Regions from separate parts of the Ovis aries genome. Here region 1 is linked to region 2. Evidence: chromatin contacts called from public Hi-C data. All regions are on one chromosome and are shown on one strand. The core of a region is the stretch at or near the end of the contact, and the rest is flanking DNA. Distances in the headings are between cores, read along the strand shown. Region 1 has its middle 69 kb from the start of PITRM1. Region 2 overlaps KLF6 (KLF transcription factor 6).

What was found. A called contact is a pair of places that touch in the nucleus more often than the background predicts.
Region 1: a Hi-C map of omental adipose tissue shows a contact between it and region 2, with 2.8 times the contacts expected there. The contact joins two enhancer-like sites. A contact is called at or near these places in 3 of 16 Hi-C or Micro-C datasets (omental adipose tissue, skin fibroblasts and tail adipose tissue).

The regions. Positions count from the first base shown.
Region 1 is chr13:44,601,618-44,606,390 of ARS-UI_Ramb_v3.0, forward strand. No RefSeq gene overlaps it. Among named protein-coding and RNA genes, the nearest start is that of PITRM1, 69 kb to the right of the region's middle. Within about 2 kb of position 1,339, at least 1 of the 54 cell types and tissues checked has an H3K27ac peak or open chromatin away from gene starts, as enhancers often do.
Region 2 is chr13:44,187,927-44,192,659 of ARS-UI_Ramb_v3.0, forward strand. It overlaps KLF6 (KLF transcription factor 6), which reads left to right. Exons shown (of 4, transcript XM_012188639.4): 4 at 148-3,184. The coding sequence ends at 199. Among named protein-coding and RNA genes, the nearest start is that of KLF6, 7.9 kb to the left of the region's middle. Within about 2 kb of position 3,350, at least 28 of the 54 cell types and tissues checked have an H3K27ac peak or open chromatin away from gene starts, as enhancers often do.

The DNA of each region.
Region 1 (4,773 bases), core at 89-2,588, 410 kb after region 2:
GGCAGATTCTTTACCTTTGAGCCACTAGGGAAGCCCTTAAAGAATTCATACAGCAAGTGAAGCAATGTGACAGATTTTGCAGCAATCATTGACTCACCCATGTAATTTATTCACTAGGGAAGTTATGTCCTTTGTATTCATTGGAAATGAAAGGCCTGCTGTAAAACCAAGTGTTTTCATGGAAGAGTTGATGCAAAAGTGTTCTAAATGTTTTAGTAAAAGGCCAATTCCAAAGAGAACCGAGAAAATACATTCTTAAAAATAGGAGCGTGAAGGATGCAAAAGAAGGTATTTCTTTGTGTACTTATCTGTGGAGAGTTGCATCTTCTTTATGCATTAAGAAAAATGAAGAGCTTTCAGGTGTCTGCAAAAGGAGGGAGATAACGCAGGTGTGCCCGAGAAACACCGCAGATAAACACAGACACTGCAGGACGGTGTGAGGCAAAATTTTGTTTAGGTTGAAGGACCCTGACAAAAGAGATTTAATCAGTGAAGCACCAAAGAATCTTACCACACTGAGATCACCCCCCAAAGCCAACTAGAAGCAAAAGACTTTATAGAAGCTCTATATCAAAGAAAAGCTTTTATTAGCTTTAGATAGCTTTAATTTAACTTGCAGTAACGATCAGATTCTTCTCCATCCCTGGGATTTTTCTTCCTTGTGCAAGACAGGAGGGAAAAAGGAGGGTGGGTTGGGTGATCAAGATGTAACAGAGTTGAGGCTTAAGGAATGTTTTATTTTATAACAGTTTTTTACAATAATATCATTTGAGGTATATCATGCCTGTTTTAACAATAATTCTTTCAAGTGGGAATTTATTACAGGCAAATATTATCCTTGTAACTATTCTTCAGATATCATATACACATTAAGCTAAGAGCATCCATTAATAATTCAAAAGTCTTTCATTCCCTTTCATCCTATTGTCTAATACTTAAGATGTTAATGTGAAGAGAAGAGAAGTGCAAATGGCATTCTTCTGTTACAATATTAAAACAATGGAAGGATACAGGCTCTCAACCCTTTTACGAAAGTCATGAGCAGTCAAGCAGGAGATGCCAGGCATAGGAGAGTAAGCCCTCTGACTAATTTTGGCCTCTTACCAAGTGTTCACTTTTGCCCAAAGTGGTCCTTTCTAGCTTGTGCTTTCTTTCTCCCTTCCCTCCTGCAGCCTGTCCCCGGATGCTCGCAAACAGTTGCGCCTGCAAGAAAGCCAAGAAGCCTTCTCGGAAACATTGCAAAGGGTGCCGCAGCGGGCCCTGATTCGCCCACAAGTGCCAGCAGCACTTCTGCCTCTTCCGGTCATCTGTGGAACTTCTGGGCGACGTGGCAACAGAGAGCCGTGACAGGGAATCGTCTGATTTACGGGATAATTCACATGCCAGGAAGGCTCTGTATCTCTTCTTATGCTGCAAAATCGTTAGTGGTGTCACCCAAAGCGGCTGCTCGCCACTCAAAGGCCAGTAAGAGGCCAGGTTGGTGGAATGGAAAGTTCACTCTGTTTTGAATGCCGACAACCTGCCTGTCCAAAGGCTGACACCCTCTACCCACCCCACCGACAGTCAATGAGCAAGAGCTTTTAAAGACAGAGGGAGGGAGCTCCACGCAGAAACAGCACAGTCTGCTCAGACAGTCAACTTGAAGCTGGTCATCAGCGGTCTGACCAGTGTCATCGTGATTGTTCTAGGTACAGTCAGTCTTCAGTTCCAGTTTCCATTTCTTTGAGGCAAATTCTTGGAACTGTGGCAGCTCATATTGTGACTACAGTCCGGTCGTTGTGTAGTTAACTCCTTCTGCCTGGTGGGGGTTTCAGTGTCTATAAGACGGCTCACAGAATGTGGCTCAGACTATTATCTGTAGCCCTTGAGTAGAAACTAAAGGTCCTTTACTGTGCTTAATTATTATTCGGTCTGCTTTGACTGTTTTCCTTTCTTTCTGCATCTTGTCACTTCTCTGATTAAACGTATTCTTTGGCTAAAGTTTGTCCACAGACAAAGGCAGGGTGAGGTCACAGAGAGGTGGGCAGGCAAACGCCGTAGAGTCCTGCTCTGTTTCAGCAGTATGAAGGGTCACTAACACGTGGAAGCACTGCCACAGGAAAAAATCTGCTCTGCTTGAGTAAATGATGGCCCCCTGACCACCTCAGACCTTGGGCTGTAGCCTGGTGCGTTCCGTTCCTTCACTATTTGAGTGCAATCTGATGAGTTTGCTTCTCATTCATCATGGCCCATGGGGGCTTGGCATGTCGCTCCCCATGGATGGAATGGCAACGCTTCACAGCGAGCCCCTTGAAAAGTCTCTGCTTTTATGCAAATGAGACACTCCTTGTCACCCATACTATCCACTAATTGGTCGTGCTTCTCCAGGCTAGGGCTTCCCTGATAGCTCAGTTGGTAAAGAATCTGCCTGCAATACAAGAGACCCCGATTCAATTTGTGGGTCAGGAAGATCCGCTGGAGAAGGATAGGCTACCCACTCCAGTGTTCTTGGGCTTCCCTTGTGGCTCAGCTAGTAAAGAATCTGCCTGCAATGCGGGAGTCCTGGGTTTGATCCTTGGGTTGGGAAGATCCCTTGGAGACGGGAAAGGCTACCCACTCCAGTATTCTGGCCTGGAGAATTCCATGGGATCACAAAGAGTCGGACACGACTGAGCAACTTTCACTTTCACTTTCTCCAGGCTAGTGAAGACCAGCCCCTTTCTCTCCCAGCCTGTGCTTAGTAAATGGAACTGCTGGAGGTAACAAGGAAGAAGCAGAAGAAGCCACGGCCCAAGCCAGCCAGAGGAGCTCCGACTCCCAGTCAGCAGGGTTATTCTCGCTCCTGTGTGCACAGAAGGGAATGTTTAAAGGAAATTTGAGTTTTGCTTTCTCCTAATGAAGCTTTGCCATTTTTAAAGGATCACACGGTGATCACTGTGATTGCATTAACATTGATGGTAGCCAGTGTGCTGTGTGCTATTTTTAGCACGAAGCGTAACACAAAATCCCTGTTAGGCAGCGTGCGGCTCTCACCTCCCGAGGGGCTCATTAAAATGAGACATTTCCCTCCAGAGCCTCGCTCAGTGAGTAGTGTTTAAATTTCTTAACCAGGCTGCACCAAGTGGCCACATAAGAAATGGTTTTGAGAACAAATCCAGTGTCAGGCTGCAGCCACACCTTGACAGTAAAATCCCAGTGACATAAAATCTCAGGGAGGAAGTGGTCTTTGAATGAGAGACATTTAGAATTTTCCACGTTCTAATCAGAAAATAAGAACGCACTTCCTCATCCAGAAAGGAGCCACCTCATCAAACTCTCTTGTCCTGTGAACATGCAATGTCAGCCTAATAGCATTTTGCCAAATAATGAAGTTGTGAATATTAACCCTCATTGGGAATCCAGGTCAAGTATTAACTGCTGCAAATAGAAAAAGCTGGGATTCTGGGAATAAGGCCCATTTTAAACTCGTCAAAATTATTTTTGTAACTGGCAAGTAGGCAAACCTCTAACAGAACATTGCTCAGTGCCCGCGTCTATTTCAGTGTCCTACGTAGCTGTCTTCGCTGAAAACACACCCAGTGTCTCCTCGTGAATAGGCCCCTGAAATGCCAGATAAATAAAAACCATCGTATGATGAGCGCGGTATTCTGCGTCCTGCTGTTGAAAGGCCGATCGTCTTACCCAGCTGTGCTGGCCTGAGGCTCTCCAGAGGCCAGTTTTCCATTCCCGGCTGAACCTGGGAGCCCACTGCTTGTGGGTGAGAAGAACCAAGGCCCTCATCACGATGCTGACCCTGAACCACAGCTGAGGACACTTGCATGCTGGGATGGCAGCTCAGTGAAGACCAGGCTGCTTGGGCTTCGTCTTGGGCTCTCTGTGCGCCCTGAGGCTCTCCGCAAGCCCCTGGCTGCCTTGCTGATGCACGAGCCTTCCTTCTGAAGTTGATGTCTGTTTAAAACCACCAACTGTCCCAGCAGGTTCTAATAACCCTCCACTGCAGAGCCTTGATCCACGTCTTCTCTGTTTGCAAACCTTGGTGTGAACAGTCAAAACTGCCACCTAAGCAGACCTGCAGGCATGTGCCCACAGCTGTGTGCCTCCAATACGTACTAAGCCCTGGTTATCGCTGTGGACGTAAGTCAGCGTCCAAAACACGACATTTGGAGCAGAAACGCATGATGATTGTGATACGGCTCTGGAACTGTCCTTCTCACTCCGAGCGCAGAAATGTTTGTATAAAATCAGATCAAATAAAAGGTCTCTCCCCGGTCCCTTGGCCAAATCATCTTTCATTCAGCGCAGTTGAACAGATACTGGTCTGGCTCTGTAGATCTGACCTGTCCTGTGGGCCCTGTGAGTTTATTCTTTGTTTAAAAATAATGTATTTTGAACCCATAGTTTTGCCTTTCTGAGTTTATTCTGTCTGCATGAGAGACTCCTGTCTGGTTGTTCAGGTTTGGATGGAAAGCTAGACAAAGGAACAGGCTGCTGTGCCAGTTTGCCTTGTTGCCTGAAAGGCACCCACGTGTCACCTGGCACACAGACAGGACCATCGGAATCTCTCTAGTTTGGAGTTGGATCAGAAGTTGCCAGAGGGGGTCCCATCAGCACTATGGTCCAAAACATGTGAGCTGGAACCAGGCTTTCTTCCATACCCCCCGGCTGCTCACCCAGGGGCCTAAGCCAAGACCAGACTCTCAAGGCTCATCTGCCTTCTCAGGAAAATGAGGACAGTGACTGTCACCCCCTAAGGAGGCTGAGGAGATAGAGTGATTCCCATGGGGCCAGGAAGGC
Region 2 (4,733 bases), core at 2,100-4,599:
ATTTCCTGCCCCACATGAGGATGGGGTGGCTCAGGGTGTGGGTAGTGCGCCCTCCTGGGGAGAGGCTGAGGCTGGGGAGCTCGGGGCAGAGGTCTGTGACCGGCAGGGCAGGAGAACTGATGTCTGGGAACCTGATTCTCTCCACAGGTGTTTCTCCAGGTCCGACCACCTGGCCCTGCACATGAAGAGACACCTCTGAGGGGGCAGAGCGGCAACTCCTGCGGGCTAAAAAGGCTTCCAGGCTGAGACGGCCGCGGAAGGAGGGTGCGTGTTCCAGCCAAAGCCATTTTGCACCCTGCCCGGTCGCCTCCAGGACCTACTGGGAAGGTCTTTCGAGGGCGAGAACAGTCACGTCCGAAGCGGCAGGGCACCCGGGGTGTGTGGTGTCTGGGTGGCCCCGGCTCGCCACTGGTTACCTGTCCTCTGAGTGGTCCCTAAGCCTTTGCCGTGAGCATGTGCACTGAGAATGTTAGTGGTGGGTGGGCTGTATGTGGAGGGTCTCCTACGGACTGGGTGACGAGGCACGTCCTTTCCCTGGCGAGACTGCAAGAGACAGAAAAAAAAAAAAGAGTTTGAATGTTCTGTGTGTGAGGCGTGTTCCGTGAGACGAGATGACCATCCGTCATTTCCTGAGGGGGTGTCTGCGCCTTAGAGGAGAGAAAAAAAGGTCAAGAAGAAGGGAAGATGTGGAGGGCAGGCGTGGGCAGTCAGGACCCCGAGTGACGAGTGGGTGTTGGTGGGGAGAGCCCCTTCCCCCCCGGTGTGTGACGGGAGCGTTCGGTGTTCGGTTCAGCTGTGTGAAGTGAGTAGCTGGCGCTGCTTGCTGCGACAGAGTTCATTTGTTACCTGTTGTATACGCTGTGTACCTACAAACATAACACGTGGATAACTTTTCCTTCTAAGACAAAAGTAATGCATGGTCTGGGGAATTATCTGCTTTTCCATTTTTAAATCAGGACTACCGTTTTGATTCCAAGTTCACTGAGCAGCTAAGATAACGATTGGTCGAATCAGGTGACCCCCTAGCCATCTGGGCCTGGCAATACGTGATGCTTTCCCCTCCAACCCCACCTCCCGCCCCTTGGATTTATTCGTAACACTCCCCTTCTAGAGAGGCGTTGTGCAGTGTAGGACTATTTTGTCAGTGGTTCCGAATTCGTATTACCTTTTTGGAGAATTTCAAGTTGCCCTTAGGAGACATTGGGCACAAGTTGGGTGTCCGGGACACCAAGGCTGGGAATTGCTGGTCTAATGTCCCACTAGACTCAGAACCTAAAATTTTTCTCAGTTGGGTGGATGAAACCACTAAAGCTTAGAAACTGTTTTCTCATGCAGCTAAATTTCTCTTATTTATGCCTTGAGGACTCATTTCTGGTTTTCTAGCTGTTAATGCACTGTAGATCTTAATAATGGTGCCTTACGCAAGTGGCCCCTCCTGTGGGGGTCTCATACAGGGGAATGGGTGATGCATGCTTTATTAAGGCTCTTTTTTCACCTGGCTTTGTACTGTATCAATATTTAATACAGAAAAAAAAAATCTCTTTAAGGTCCTACTTCACAAAGTCAAATAGATGAAAACTCCCCAAACAAGTCAGTATTTATTCAATAGCTTAGACAACTTGACTGTCAGTGTTCAAGTGGGAAACACATGATAATTGGAAAATCAGACCATTTCTGCCACCGTGAGGGTGAGACTTCAATATAGACTTTGCACAACACTTGTACAGATCATACACCGGCTGTGTTTAATATGTAACATTTTCACACGTATTAAAGATACAGAAGTATTAAAAAACAATGTATTTGCTTAAAAGGCACAAGTTTCTCGCGTATCTATCTAGCTATCTGTTGGTAACACAGAAGGTATATTACTTTTTTAAAAGTGGGCGAAATTCTTGTGTATGTACATTTGTGTGTATAGTATGTGTATGTGTGTGTGTGTATATATATATATACATATATATGAATAATATATAAATATTTTTTTAAGGAGAAATTAGAATGTATAGCTAGAAAATTCCACAGCCTGTAAAGACCTATTTCAAAATGGCCATAAAGGAGGTAAAAATGAAAACTATAACTTTTATAAAGGCTTTATCTTTCATTTAACTATTTGCCACAGGCCCTTGGCATCAGATCTCTTCCAGACTGCCAAGTCACTCATCGTAATTGGTGGGTCTGGGATAGGGTCCCTTGGCCATTCAGAACTGCCATGAACGGAATACTAGCCCGCTGGTTGTTTGGTCTCAGACACACTAAGGTTTTGATTTCAAATGTCAGCCTTATTGAAGATCTAACCTAAAAGTAAGCTAATCACAGAGATTCTTTTTGAGAGCATTTTTTATGCAGATGAAGCTATTTTTTTTCCAGCACATAGATTCTTCCAGTTTTTCCAACAAGTAATTTCCCCGAATTGGCATACCACAGCATGGACAGCTGATCCTCCATGCAGCTGCTGGTCAAGGGTGTGGATCTTCTCTTTATATATATTTATATATATATATATATATATGCACATAAGTCTGGCTGGGCTGGTATTTTGTTTGATCTTCCTGAAAATGAGCAATGGTAAAAGCTCATATAACTGGTTTGTTTGTTTTGTTTTTTTAATCTGGGCTGATGGATACACTTACCTAAAGAAATTATTTTGCTGAGGGGGAAAATGCACTTTTTTCTTTTGGCAGTTCCAAATCCAGACACTTGATTTGCTGGATTTTGGAGGAAAAAAAAAAAAACTCCTTTTTTGGCCCTGCTGTGTGCTTAGCCATAACAGTTCCATTAAGCAAGAAGGTAAACAAAAGACAAAAAATAAAAAACTTGCACTGGCTTGTCTCACTTATGAAACACCGTGGAGTGGTTTGATTGGGTGGGGCTGGGTGCCATGTATGTCAATGCCTGTAATTTTCATAATAAGCAAGTACATAAAGAATTACAATTCTGTTCAGGTGATAACTGAGCCTCAATCAAGCAGAAACTTTTTGCTTGACATTAAAAAAAAATTTCTATTAGTGAAATTTCTTTCTTTTTATTTTGAAGCACCCTGTTATCTGAAAAAAAATCTTTGTAAGATTTTTGTAAAATTTTGTTTTACAAGATTTTATTTGAAATTGTTTTTTGCAAGATTGTTATATTTCTGTATGAATGTATTTTTTATTGGAATAACATAAAAGAATTCTTATCAGCATCTTGAGTCTGGCTGTTTTGTGTGTGGCGGGGTGGTGTGGAGGGAGGGAGTGTTGAAACAAATTCCTGCCAGATTAATCACGGGGCTCCTCCTTGGGAAATCTTCCTTATGCAACCCCAGCAGCCACTTGCCTGTCTCCCTCCCACTCACCGTCCTGGCAGCAAAGGTGGAAATAGGAGCCTGGGGTTGGTCCCCTGATGCGCACTGGGTTCTCCAGGGCCTGGCCACCAGGCTTTGGGGCTCAGGAGGAAACTCTGGCTGTGCTTTCACTTGTCACTCCAGCCTGGGAATAAACTGCAGAGGCTTCCGAGGAACGAGGAACGTGGAACAAGCACCTCCTGTTCACTTCCGATGTTCCTGGGGACCTGTTCAAGGTCAGATGCTCCTCGGCACCTGTTCCAGAGATGGGGGCCACCCCCAACCTGGCCTGAACACCTGGCTGGGTTGTCACCCAAGAGGGTGGAAAGGACACAGTGGGGACAGCAGGCCCCAGAGCCATCCCTCTGGCCTTCAGGACACCCTCCCTTACCTCTCCTGCCCTACCATCACCTTCTCTGGTCAGACCAGCAAAATAGGGCAGGAGGTGAAAGATTATTTACCTGATAGACCAATTTTTTTGTTGTTGTTGTTTTCCCTTTAGGCAGATGGGATTCATTCAACGCAAATTTTTTTTTTTTTGAAAATAGGGTAGCTTTTGGTTTTCTAGAAACATTTCCCAGCATGAGATCATAATCCTGCTGTGTGATGAGTGGCAAACGAGTTTGTGTTCAGATCATGTTAAGCTCCTTAGTGGGGACAGGGTGGAACTGGTGTGTGCCTGCTAGAGGGGGCAGTGGGATGCTGGAAATTTCCGAGAGATTGAGCTTAAGCTCGTTCTTAGTTTAGGGAAGTTCTCTAGTTGTTGCAGGAAGGGCCCCCTGCGTCTGTAGCGGTTCTACATTTGGCCTCGTGAGCAGGGTTTACACAAGCTGCCTCTTAATTTGATAATTGGGGAGGAGAAGCTGAAGTGCGTCCCCAGATTAGGAATGTTAAGTAATTTTCTTTCTAGAACTGCGGTAAAAATATCAGCCATTCGAAAGGAGTGTGGTGTGGGAGGGTGAAGGAAGCAGATGCAGTTTTTGCCAGGACTCTTGGGTGTGTTGTGTTCAAAGCACATGTCAGGATGACTAATAGTTGGATTGCCCCGACTGTAGCGCTAAATAAAGGCTTGATAATGCATTCTCGACTACTAGCGAGACTTGACCACTTTGTCATGCGAGGACTATGCCGAACAGCCCAGTTATGTTCAAATAAGGCTGCTAGGAGAACTGCCATGCAAGGAATCAGCTGTAAACCAAGGATATTTATAGAAGGACAAAAATTTTCACTCTGCTTAACAAAAGTGTTGAAACCTAGCTAAAAGAAAAGATCTGTTCTGTGTGCTTTTGGACAATTTGCTGAGCCACACTGGACCTCAGCTTTCTTATTGCTGAAATATTTTGGGCTTAGTCACATGTATCTAGCGTTTTGTAGAGCACTGCAATTCTGTGGTCTGTGAGTATAGGGTGGA